2 separate regions of the Triticum aestivum genome follow, and region 2 is linked to region 1. A link is a contact called in public Hi-C data. All regions are on one chromosome and are shown on one strand. Each heading gives the region's core, a stretch centred on a gene start, on an enhancer-like site or on the middle of the called end of the contact. The rest is flanking DNA. Distances are from core to core; before and after follow the strand shown. Region 1 holds the start of LOC123079240 (protein tesmin/TSO1-like CXC 5). Region 2 holds the start of LOC123079242 (probable CoA ligase CCL8).

Evidence for each region. A called contact is a pair of places that touch in the nucleus more often than the background predicts.
Region 2: a Hi-C map of leaf shows a contact between it and region 1, with 4 times the contacts expected there. The contact joins the promoter of LOC123079242 here to the promoter of LOC123079240 in region 1. A contact is called at or near these places in 2 of 5 Hi-C or Micro-C datasets (both in leaf).

What each region holds. Positions count from the first base shown.
Region 1 is chr3D:411,844,981-411,851,386 of IWGSC CS RefSeq v2.1, reverse strand. It overlaps LOC123079240 (protein tesmin/TSO1-like CXC 5), which reads left to right and starts at 3,273. Exons shown (of 8, transcript XM_044501969.1): 1 at 3,273-3,982; 2 at 4,521-4,625; 3 at 5,545-5,722. The coding sequence starts at 3,570.
Region 2 is chr3D:412,150,441-412,156,846 of IWGSC CS RefSeq v2.1, reverse strand. LOC123079242 (probable CoA ligase CCL8) reads right to left here and starts at 2,782. Exons shown (of 17, transcript XM_044501972.1): 1 at 2,460-2,782; 2 at 1,233-1,405; 3 at 289-468. The coding sequence starts at 2,655.

The sequences.
Region 1 (6,406 bases), core at 2,024-4,523:
GTTTTGCCCGAAAGGCAAGAGTCCTACTCGGACTCCAGGGCTAGACGCCAGGGTTCCCGGCGTCTACCCCGTAGACGCCAGGGTTCCTGGCGTCTAGCCTCCGCAAAACTTCCTTTTGCACTTTCCAAAAGCCTCGTGGGCTTTTCCCTTTGGCCCAAATAAAGTGTTCTCGTACCCAAACATTTCGGGAGACATCCGGAACCCCTTCCGGTGAATTCCGGAACCCTTCCGGAGATCAAACACTACTATCCCATATATCAAACTTTACCTCCGGACCATTCCGGAGCTCCTCGTCATGTCCATGATCTCATCAGGGACTCCGAACAACATTCGGTTACCAACATACATAACTCATATAATACTATATCGTCAACGAACGTTAAGCGTGCGGACCCTACGGGTTCGAGAACTATGTAGACATGACCGAGACACCTCTCTGGTCAATAACCAATAGCGGAACCTGGATGCCCATATTGGTTCCTACATATTCTACGAAGATCTTTATCGGTCGAACCTTATGACAACATACGTTATTCCCTTTGTCATCGGTATGTTACTTGCCCGAGTTTCGATCGTCGGTATCCTCATACCTAGTTCAATCTCGTTACCGACAAGTCTCTTTACCCGTTCCGTAATGCATCATCCCGTAACTAACTCATGAGTCACATTGCTTGCAAGGCTCATTATGATGTGCATTACCGAGAGGGCCCAGAGATACCTCTCCGATACTCGGAGTGACAAATCCTAATCTCGATCTATGCCAACCCAACAAAACACCTTCGGAGATACCTGCAGAGCATCTTTATAATCACCCTTTTATGTTGTGACGTTTCATAGCACACAAGGTATTCCTCCGGTATTCGGGAGTTGCATAATCTCATAGTCAAATGAACACGTATAAGTCATGAAGAAAGCAATAGCAATAAAACTTAACGATCATTATGCTAAGCTAACGGATGGGTCTTGTCCATCACATCATTCTCCTAATGATGTGATCCCGTTTATCAAATGACAACACATGTCTATGGTTAGAAAACTTAACCATCTTTGATTAACGAGCTTATCTAGTAGAGGCTTACTAGGGACACTGTCTTGTCTATGCATCCACACACATGTATCAAGTTTCTGGTTAATATACTTCTAGCATGAATAATAGATATTTATCATGATATAAGGAAATATTAATAACAACTTTATTATTGCCTCTAGGGCATATTTCCTTCAGGTCGCTCAACAATCTTCTCACAATCAAACGAAGCAGCCACCGGACAACGCCGGTGCGGGGTGGCTATTTATAGCCGCAACCTTCCCTGGTGGGAAATGACCATTTTGGACACGCGCCAATGGCCAACCGACACGTTCACAACGGGCGGATTTCAGGAGCAACGGTAACATTACTTGAGGACCAAGTAATGCTAACTCCTCGGTCAGAGACAATTCTCTCGCAGGGAAGAAGATCACAGTCTCTTGCTGGCAAGTATTTGCTCGGAACACAAAGAGATTTCGCTCGCAACTTTCATAGGATTTGGGTTTAGCATCAGAGAATCAAAGCTTCGAACGCTACACCTCTCTTAGTAGTACGGTGGTCCTATGACTCAATAAAGAGAAGAGAAACAACGAAATAAATGTTACGTCTTCACTTCGTCTTCAATCTTCTCGGTCGCAGTCACTTCCTTTGGATGAGCACCGAACCAAGCAATTTTTGAGGGGTCACTCTTGTTATCATAATCTTCGGTGATAATCTTCACTGCCACGCAGGGGATTATCTTCGTCGTTTGAATCAAACTCCTCGTGACTCCAGGGACCTGTTACTCTGTGTGCACTAGCAAACACATAAGTCCCATACTGTTTATGTCAACAAACTCCAAAACGTAAGGAGGCAAATTATTGCACCAACACAAAGTCATCATTCAACGCGCTTGGAATAGACCGCAAAGGAAAAAAAGAGGGGCATTGAGCAATTAAATACTTGATGCCATATTCCGTTACCGCTAGTGTTCCGGCGTCGTTGAAAAAAAGAGGAGCATTGAGTAGTAGTTAGTAGCGCCCCTCCTTTGAAAACTTAATGCCATATTCCGTTACCGCTAGTGTTCGGGTGCCGTTTTATCTTTTTGGAGTAAAGGTTGATTATATGCTATATAAAAAGTTAAACGGTGTGTATTGGGGATATTGGCTTCCAGGTCATCGCAAACGCTACAATGACAACAAAAGTTCAATAGTCAAGCAACACATGACCACAACAACACCAATCTTCGCTTTATAAGGAAAAACCAAACTAGACTAGACGGTCACCATCCACACTAACGTCAATATCTTGAAACGACATATCAAGTGCAACGTAGACACATACACTCACACGATATATACCTGGGGCGGCGCCAGAGGCATTCTTTGGTATTCACATGAATACCGCGGGTTTTGCTGATCTGTGGATATGTTGTCGCTAGCTTGGTGTATACCTGGTGTACATTGCTATTGCCCCGCCACCGATGATGAAATAAAAAGAAGGAAATTTCTATATATATTTATATATATATAAATAAACTCACTACAAACTATAGTTATAGAGGTTCGAGATGTTGTGACCCTGTTGCAAACACACTGCCTCCACTATAAAAAAATTCATCACGGCCAGGACTGTAATGTTTAATTCCTTGTAGACAAAGCCTGACGGAAAACGGCAATTTCCTGCTCTGAGCACCAACGAAATACGGTGCCCATCTCACGGACTCCACTAAACCCTAGTATGAATGGAACTTTCTCAAAAGCCCTCACCAGATGCTCACTGTAATACATGCTGTACGCTACAACTACCTAACTACAGAAGCTGACATGCGGGGCACAGACCCAACCGACTCTATGTGTCATAGAGCCAGACCGGCGCACGGCGCGTCCAAGCGTCTCCCCCGGAGTGCAAACTCCCCGTAAACGACAGGACCGATCCACACCAGGCGATGGCGACGGCACCGCCGTCCGCCGCAAGCCAACCCGGCATCCACCCACGTCACTCCGCCCACTGACTGCCCCGCCCCACCGGAAACGGCCCACACGTCGGGCGCGAGGGGGGACGGCGCAGGACGCGTGCGCGACGAGCCGGATTCCCGCAGCCCCCGTCCAATCGCACGGCGAGCGGGCCAAACAACCTCACGCCTATGAATTCGAGCCGCAGGATGCGCGCACGCGGCGCCCCGCCGTCCGATCCGGCCTCGCCGCGGGGATCCGGCCGTAGAATATGAATTTGATTTCGAAAGCTAGGAGTGGGAGACAAAGAAAGGACGAGGACGGGCAAGGGAAGGGAAGAGAGAGAAAGGGCGGAAGCAGCAGCTGCAAGAGGGAAAATCCTCTAATCCCCCCACCCCGGCCCTCCCGAAATCCGCCATTCGCCGCCCCTCCCGCACGCACGCACGCGCCGGAGCGCGCGGCAATCCGGGCCCGTCCTCGGCGCCCCGCCCCCGCCTGATCTGGAGCCGCCGGCCGCGATCTCGCCGCGGCCGCGCCGGATTGGGCGGCCGTTTCCAGCGGAGGCCGGGCCGTTTTTGATCTGCTAGCTCCCCGGGCTGAGCGGATAGATGGCGGGGAAGGAGCAGGCCGGCGCGGGCGCGGGCGGGGCCGGGAGCGGCCCCCCGCCGCGAGTGCCAGTGCCCGCGGTTTCCACGCAGCCGCCGATTAAGAAGCTGGTCAGGCAGCTCGACTTCAACTACGGGAACCCCGCCATGGCGGCCGCCGCCGCCGCCGCTTCCCGGACGGTGCAGCCGAGGGCGCTGCAGGTCGGGTACCCGCAGCCGCACCAGCTGAGGGCCGCGCTGCCCATGGGGGTGCCACATCAGCTGCAGCCGCGGGGGCTGCCCGTGATGCGGCCGCATCAGATGGTGCATGCGCCGCTGCCGCGGCCGGCACTGCCGATGGCGATGCCCGTGCCCGTGCCGCAGGCTCGGTCGGCCCTGCCGCAGCCCGTACAGCGCCCGCCGGTCGCCGTTCCCTTGTGAGCGCCTCCCTTTTCAAGATTTATTACGTCTTGCGTCAAGTTTTGAATTTTTTTGCTTCTCGGTCTTGCACTTCCGGGGCTCTGTTGTATCGAGGGTATGGAGGGGCACGACAGGCTCTTGGCTACGATGAATTCGTTTCTTTTCTCTGGATTCACATCCTTGGGTGTCATGTAGTCCTTTTTTAAGCATGTAACCCAAGTTTGAAAACTTGGTTCCCAAATTTTACTTTGCACTTGTGTTTCCTTGTAACAAAGATGCCTGCTTGTATTAGATGGATGCTTTTTAACTGACATTTATTATAGTTAATTGTAGCATACTCCCTCCGTCTGAAAATACTTGTCATCAAAATGGATAAAACGAGATGTATTTAGAACAAAAATACGTCTAGATACATCATCTTTTATCCATTTTGATGACAAGTATTTCTGGACGGAGGGAGTACATCCTAATGGCCTCTGACAATCCTAATTGATACGTATAATTTAAAAATATTCATTTTTGTAATTTTCCATATCGCTGTTCTTTTGTTTTTAGGAAGCCAGAGTCACCAAAACCACGTGGACGGCTGTATGATGGGAAAGATGGCACACCTACGAAGAAGAAGTGCTGCAATTGTCGGCACTCCAAATGTTTGAAGCTGTAAGTCAAGACTTGTTGTGTCTTAGCTTGACAGGAGGTCAATATTATGATGTGATTCTTGCCAATGAAGACATTACTTTCTTTCGTAGGAATGTAACGATTCCTTCACGTACTTCTTCTAGAAGTCACCAAATGTTTGAAATTCCCTCCAGAATGACCCTTTTATGGATAGAGTTGGATCCAGTAAAATGTATCTGATTCTGTAGATATACAAGGAAATACACACAAGGCCACTGTCTTGCCTGTTGACTGTTTTTATTTTACTTTTTGCCCATAGAAATCTTATAAGAACTAATGTAAGGATTGTGGAACTTTTTGAAAAAAAAGCTGGATGATAATGGCATATTGTTGCTAAGCTTCACAAATAACATCAGTGATGAGACAGAATATCTGATCTTATGGTGTGAGTAATGTTTTGTCTTAAGTAGTCAACTTGTAGCTAGTGAAATAATGTTGTTACTTTAAAGGAGCTGACATAACAACTTCGTGACTAGTCAAGACAGTTATGAAGCATTATACATCTTGAGTTGGATCACTTATGCTTCAGGGGTGGCTGTGTCATTTAAAGTTTCTTTATGAGCTTTGTCAAAATAAGATTAGTGTCTGAAATGAGTATTTGTGTAATTTGTTGGAAATGGAACCTATTTTTTTTATGTTATCCATTCTGTTCGAATCATGTACATGTAGTTTAGATGGATTGTGACAATGAAGAGCAATTGAAAGAGTATCCTACTAACATTCATAAGTTTTGTAAAACCCTAAAGTTTCTGCTTCTACCTACACTTTCTAAAAAAGCACAAATGATATGCTTTGATGGTTCACTACTTCTGTTTCCATTTTAATGTTCATTTCAGTTTGAAGTCTCTGCATACTGCTATTTGATCCTATCAATCTGAATTTTATGGTTTTCTATGCGTAGGTACTGTGAATGTTTTGCATCTGGTATTTATTGTGATGGATGCAACTGCACCAATTGTTTTAATAATGTTGAGAATGAGGTGGCTAGGCGTGAAGCTATAGAGGCTACACTGGAGCGCAATCCAGATGCGTTCAGACCTAAGATTGGGAGTAGCCCACACACAAATCGGAATAATATGGTATGTTTTGATGTCCACGTCTCTTATTAAATACTAAATAGTTAGTTTTACTTGATAAAAATGATATCCATTGCTTCTACATATCAATGACTTGTTCTAGCTTTTTTTTCCTCATCTAAACTGATACAACACCCTAACTGATGGCAAATGTTAAATAGGAGAAGTCTTTGGAAGTTACACATGTTCTCTGAAGAACTATTTTTTACTGTATATATAAATATAAGAAATTTACAGCTTAATTTTCCTTTTCTCAGTTTGTTTACTCCGATCATTTCTCAGAATGTTGTATTGCCTCATACTATAAGCCTTCCTCAGTTTCAGTCAAAAACATTACTTTGTAAAAACATATGTCCATGCACTTCCCTGTTTGGCTGTTCGGATATTGTAAAGGATTCAAAAGCTGACAACTGTGAGTTGTAATTCTCAAATAGCATTGAAGCATCTTTGAGATTGTTTACAATGGAAACTGCCGCCGGTTGAACTCTAATTTATTGTATTTTTTTTCTTGAATACGCACGAGTGTGCGTATCATATATTAGGGCCTCTTTGATTAGCAGGGTTTGTAAAATGCAGGAATAGGAAAAATAGAGGAATAGAGTGGCATGTCATCCTCAATCCTACAGGATTTGTATGAGCGTTTGAGGGCTCCTTTGATTCAACGGAATTTTATAGGATTTCTGGAGG
Region 2 (6,406 bases), core at 1,533-4,032, 310 kb before region 1:
CACATCGGATAGTCCATTGTACTGTAAACATATGTGCGTATACAACAAATTTTTAAATCTAGATATGCTACAAGATGTCTAGGCTCTAGACAGCCCCTCTATGGTGCATTTAAGGAACACCCCTTGCTACATGACCTTCTGTAACTTTTATTTCTAAATTCAACCCTTGCTGACAACAGCAATGTGAAAAATAATACATAATATCCCACTAGAAAATAAAAATGTTTCATACTTAAGCTGATATATTAAAGAGGGGGGGGGGGATACTGCAATAAATTTGGAACAAACCGAGTCATTCATGACATGCAGAAGTTCAACTTCAGGATAGCTAAGTGCAAGGGGTACTGCAACTCCACCAGAAAGCCAGGTTCCAAATATCCCAGCAACAAATTCAGGAGAGGGTTTAGCCACGATGCCAATACGAGCACCGCAACCTTTTGCTCCATTGACAGAAGAATCTTTACCATCCTGAGCCATTAAAAAGAACAGTTTAACCGAGTTTTCTCTAAGGCATTATCAACATGCATCGGACAGTTAACAGAATGATAAGTTAACCAAAGCTCAGTCGACTTATATATCTTGGTCATAACAAAATTGAATGGTGAACTACCATATTTTTGGGAAGTAAAGGTGGAAGCATAAAAAGAGTAATGACTGCACATGTCCTTCATTAACATAACTGGAGTTTGACTAGAGCTACTAAAAAAACTCGGCTGCACTTTGTAAAGGCTAACTTGTGCAGTCCAGTCATCTTTTTATGGAAATGATAGGGAAGAACCCTATTGAACACTTGTGCAACTTTTGTGACGCCTTCTAGCAAACATGCAAGGATAAGGCAGGGCAGACTAATAGCTTAAGTAGTTATACCCTCCCAGTCTCAGACCCGCACCCTAACCAAAATGATTGTCCTTTTGTATTAGAAGAGGAATGACCAGAAGTCCAGAAGGCACTCAACCTACCAAGAGTGGTTCAGCTAAATCATAAAGTTTGAAGTTGCACTTTTTGGGGAGCTTGAACTTGCATATTATCACGTCAACCCAATTAGTTGAAAATTTCAGTCCCAGCCTTACGAAAAAAGTTATAACAACAAAAGGAGAAGGGAAACTAATAAACTATCAATTTCAGGACCTAGAAATAAGGTCAGGATAGTCATCCTAATCACCTCATGGCTAACGGACATCTCAAGTGAATATACACAAAAAACTACGATATGGAAAAAGGATTGGTGGTACATGTTTTCTGCACAAAATATTGTGGACATCCAGTGCAGACGAAATAAGCTGGACAAGGCTGTAACTCTTCTGGTCAGCTCTTATAGCCGCACGGGCACCATGTGCAGAGCCATGCTTATAGACTTCTCGAACAACCTCCATAAACGTACGAGAACTCTGTCTGGTGCTGTCAACTGAGGCACAAGCAAGATAATAGAAACATCAGGAAAAAAAACTAAATGGAAAATGTAGTCCTATGCTTCAAACTATAACCAGATATTGAGATGAATGATCAACTGCCTTTGCGTGCCATAGAAAGCAGTAAGCAGTAGTTGGTTTGAAAGCAAATGGGAATAGAGAGCCCAATAGTCCTAGCCGACTACCACAGTACCAAAATAAACCTGATCCCTGTGGCCACTTCTTTGAGAAGTATGCTTACAAACCACAATGCAACATCCAGTTTGACCACACACACAAGAGTAACTATGAACTGCTGCATTGCCAAAGTCATTCTGGAAGCGGCACGGCTGCACAATTATAACTAGTTCACTACTCCCTATGATTTACCATGCAAGTCGTTTAGCCTCTCCAGCTCTTATCAAAATGTAAGTGCAATGCATTTTTGCTCATGTTGTCCTATTTAGCCCCTCGTCGTTTCATCAATAATTGGCCCTCCAAACTGTAGTAATGGGAGCAGTACTAGCTTAACAGTTAATGCTGCATAGTTCTAGAGAGAACGTGACATCACGAGGCCCAAGAGGCAGGTTCTGAATCCATTAGGACTATTAATCCGTGCTACCATCGCAAGGGCTCCAGTGATCATTTTGTTTTCTTTAGAGAAACAGCTCGAGTGATCACTGATGAGCATATCCTACTCGAATTCGGGCAGATGTACACCGAATTCCTTGTGGAAGCATCAAAATTAGAACGCGGACGCCTGAAGGGACCACCCCGTGAATCGGCGGCTACTGCTACTACTCTCCCCTCTCTGCGCCGGCATCCAGTGAAGCTGAACAGCGGACACCTTCAGCTCCGACAAATCAGAGCAGGGAAGAGTGGCGCACGGATCAGCTTCAGCGCGGAGCGAGCGATGCTAAGCCAGAGCAACGCGACGGCGAGGGACCGCCGACGGCAATTCAAGACAGCCGGACGGCGCGCGGGGTTGAGGCAAAAGGACGAACACCTTGTGCGAAGGCGAAGCAGAAGGAGGGCTGGGAGGGAAAAGGAGCGACGGACGGAGGGGCTGACCTGAGGCTGGCGAGGTGGAGGAGTCCGAGGCGAATTGGCGTCGGAGGCGAGAGGGGAGGAGGCTATAAGAGGAGGAGCGGAGCAGCAGCAGCCGCGGCAGCAGCAGGTGGGGGGAGGAGGCGTGGGCCGTGGGGCAATTGAATGGCGTCATCAAGCGCGCCACCGCCCCCCCGCGCGCCCACGCCTGCGCGCGCATTTACGGGCTGCCCCGGTAGGTGGGGGACTGGGGGTGGAGTGGTGCTGGCCGTGGGGAGGATGCGTCCTACGAGGTTGCTCGTGCCAAGCGGGGAGGGGGCCGCACGCCGCGTAGCTGGTACTGGTGCCGCTCGCGGGTTTCTCCGGTGTGGAGTTGGTTTGGTGCGGCTGGCTGGTCCGCTTGATCGGCTCCGTCGGGGGGTCACACTGACTCCAGGTACCTGGGCGACATCGACATCGTTGTACTGCTTCCGTGCACGACTGCAGCGCTGATGGATGATGTGGGTTGCGCCACGAACAGCACAGGTCGTATATGATGGACAAGGGAGTACTGTGCAATAGAACACGGAAGCAATCATGAGTGTGCAAAAATAGAAAAGGCAGTTTCAGTCGTTGGATTTAGCATGGATTTCCCAGATTAGCCGAGGTGATGGAAGCTTCATGTTCATTTTGCGAACCCCCTTCGCTAATACTCCCTCGGTCCTGAATTACTTGTCGGAGAAATGGATAGTGCGGCAAGTAATTCCGGACGGAGGGAGCAGCTATATACAGATAGATCCTTTCACTATGTGGTTGAGGTTGACTCTTTTTTTTAGAGAGAGATGATTGACTGACTTAAATTGGGTGATTTAAAATCATTAGGCCATCTGAAGGGCTGGCTCACACATCAGTGACCCAAAGTCACATGACTTACGTCAGAAGATCAGCGCCTCTTTCATGTGTCTCATGTTGAGTCTGAAACATACATGCGAGAACCGACAACTAAGGTTTTTTTTCTTTTTTGCAGACTAAGACATATGTTTTCTTCGTGGTCTTTCTTTGATGGACAGGAGGAAGCGTGCACGCTGATGCGCCATGTGTTCTGACCTAAAATTGGCGTTCAAATGTTTAGTATTTCAATCTCTTTCGCGCGAGGCAAATCCAAGTGCAAGAAAAGAAAAGGACAAAGGTCAAAACCTGCAAAATGATAAGAGTTGTAAAGTGGACGGTTTTAGCAAAAATACGAAGATGAATATGGGTACTTACATCACGTGAATAGTAAATTTACAAAAAAAATACTAGGAAAATTAAAAAAAATGGGGTATCAAACTTTGCAAACCATTTTACTCACGTGTGAAGTTTAGTGAAGTATTGACACACATATTATTCTTAGGGCATCTTCAACGGCGGCCCGCAAATTTCCTCCCGCATCCATCCGTGGACAGGGGGACTAGTCCGTGGACACAAATGCGGGAGGCCGCCATCCAACACTGCCCGAATACATTTCAACCCACATTTGAACTAATCGGACGAAATTCATGCAAACCGGCCGATATTCATCAAAGTTCGGATAGAAAATATCACAAATCATCCATACATAGCATGCAAAATTAAGTCTAGTATAATAATGTCTCAAATTTGACTAGATTAACCGGATGTCCAACAAGTTTTTCATCAACGGATCATGCCCTCCCACACATGCTCCCCATTCAGCTTCATACAACAGTGTGTGTACATAAATGGTCGGTCTCTGTCTTGTGGTACATCACGGCAGCGCGTGCGGGCTACAGAATGTGCACGTCAACATTGAGTGAACGAATCAATCAACAAGTTGAGCAAGAGGAAACAATACTTACGATCTCATCATCTGCTACGTGCAATGGCCACCTTGCCTCTAGTTGACGAACCATGTTACATAACTTGGCGACGCTGGTATGAATAGCATACCGGCGATACGATGATGACCTCACATTACGTTGTTAAATGATATATATGCCGTAGAGCGTAATGTGTTTTCGTGCGTGAAACAATTCATGCACTTGCTATCAGAAGGTCCTCCCTCTGCTCCTATCTACGAAATCTGCAGATACGACCAACCACGCATCGCACAACAAATGACATAGCGTTCGAAAATAAGCTCAATGACATTTGACCGAACACCTGCCGAGTGTGGTGTCCGCCAGGGGGCCGTCTAAAGGGCGGCAGAGTGTACCTGGGTACAAAAGGCTCCAGGGTGGACAGCGTCGTCGTGTTGGCGAGCGGCGCGTCAGTGCTGGTTGCAGATGTCCGACAATGCCTATTTGGCGGCCAGAGGCATGCAGTAGCGGCAGCGGAGGTGGAGGGTGCGGATGCAAAGCAAGGGGGAGGGACGGAGTGGAAGGAAATGGGATCGAGGGGGGATTGGGTAGGCCGAGGGTGTCGGAGTCTTACGTGTCTGCTGTCCGGACTCCCACAAAACTTCCCCCACTTTATCTCCAATTTGCGGGAGAAAACACATCCTAACCGCTCGGCGGACCGATACAGGTTCGCGTTGGAAGGCTTTCACGGTCCAGACAACGCGCTTTGGACGAATGCGGGCGGTTTGAGGGTCGGCGTTGGAGAAGCCCTCAGTGAACAAAATACAATTGAGACCTTACCATTCATCAAACGGTTTTTTCTAATAAAGCTTCAATTTGTCATTTTTTTCTCATAATACAATGGATGCCATTTCTTTGTAAAACATCATGCGGAGCTAAAGCGGTCGACTATGTATGTTATAAAAAAATTGGTTGTTTCTTTATTTTTCTAGTTTTTTTTAATTTACTATTCATAAGGGGTGGGCGTGAAACCATGTTCACCAGATTCGCGTCTGTGTCCATGTCCAAGGAAGGGACCACCTAGTAAATGTTGACTAAAAAAGTTGAAAATGAATCTAAGGAATGCTACTCTTCTTCTTCCTCCTCCTCCTCACGTTGCCGCCTAGACCGGAACCAATCTAGGTCCACCCCCTCATCTGCATTTATGTCATGGTGAGTCGCGTTGTCACCACCTCCGGTGAGATTCGACGATGCGGTCGGTTATGGTGTCCTGTCTTGAGCTCGACAGTTGTCTAATTCAACCGGCGATCCAAACAAAATATCTCAGCCCCACCCTCCCTCCCCATCACCCATGAAGCAATCCCGGGTTGCGATACTCTCTTTCATCGTTGTCTCTCCTATAGCTAAATTGAGAAAATAGTTGCTTGAGGAATAACAATTGTGTGAAATGAATGAAATTAGTTTTTCAAGTTCGTGATGAGGACATCAATACTAATGTTACACCCACAGCCCCTGCTGCTATATATACTGGACCAATTACTAGAGCTCGCGCACGCCTATTAAATTATCACGTACTTTCGTTTCTTGGTAATGATTCTAATGTTCATGAGAATATGATGCTGCCTAAATTGGATACATTTGTTTTGCTTACAAATGAAGGGCTTGGCATGGATAAGAGGGATGAACACTGGAGCAAAACCAAGCATGGAGATGATGGCATGCTCAAGGAGAACAAGAACGGAGTTACAAGTGATGATTTCAGGACTTTGAAGCCACCATAAGGAGTGCAAGAAGCCTTGGACGAAATATACAAGATGCCACTTCATAAATTTCGTCCAGAGGCTATTCTAGGTGCTGCGTCACCTTATTATTGGGTCAAGCCCATGTAATTTCGAAATACTTAAGTATAGGTTGTTTTTAGAGTCCGTATGTGTGGGGAAACAAGAGTTAGGGTTGGTTTCGGACCTCTCCTCCGAGGGCCATGAAATCCCCCCTCTTCCTCCATATATACAGCCCTTAGGGCGTCGTTTAGACTTTGGGTTTTGTTTAGATTAAAGTTCGCCATAGCTGCAACTTCGCGTACTTCGTTTGTGTTCAACGACCAGACAAAGGCGTCACAGAACCCCACCTTGATCAATAAATATTTCCTCTTATATTCGCAATATCCAGATTGCAATCTTAGTTTCTTGCTTGTTC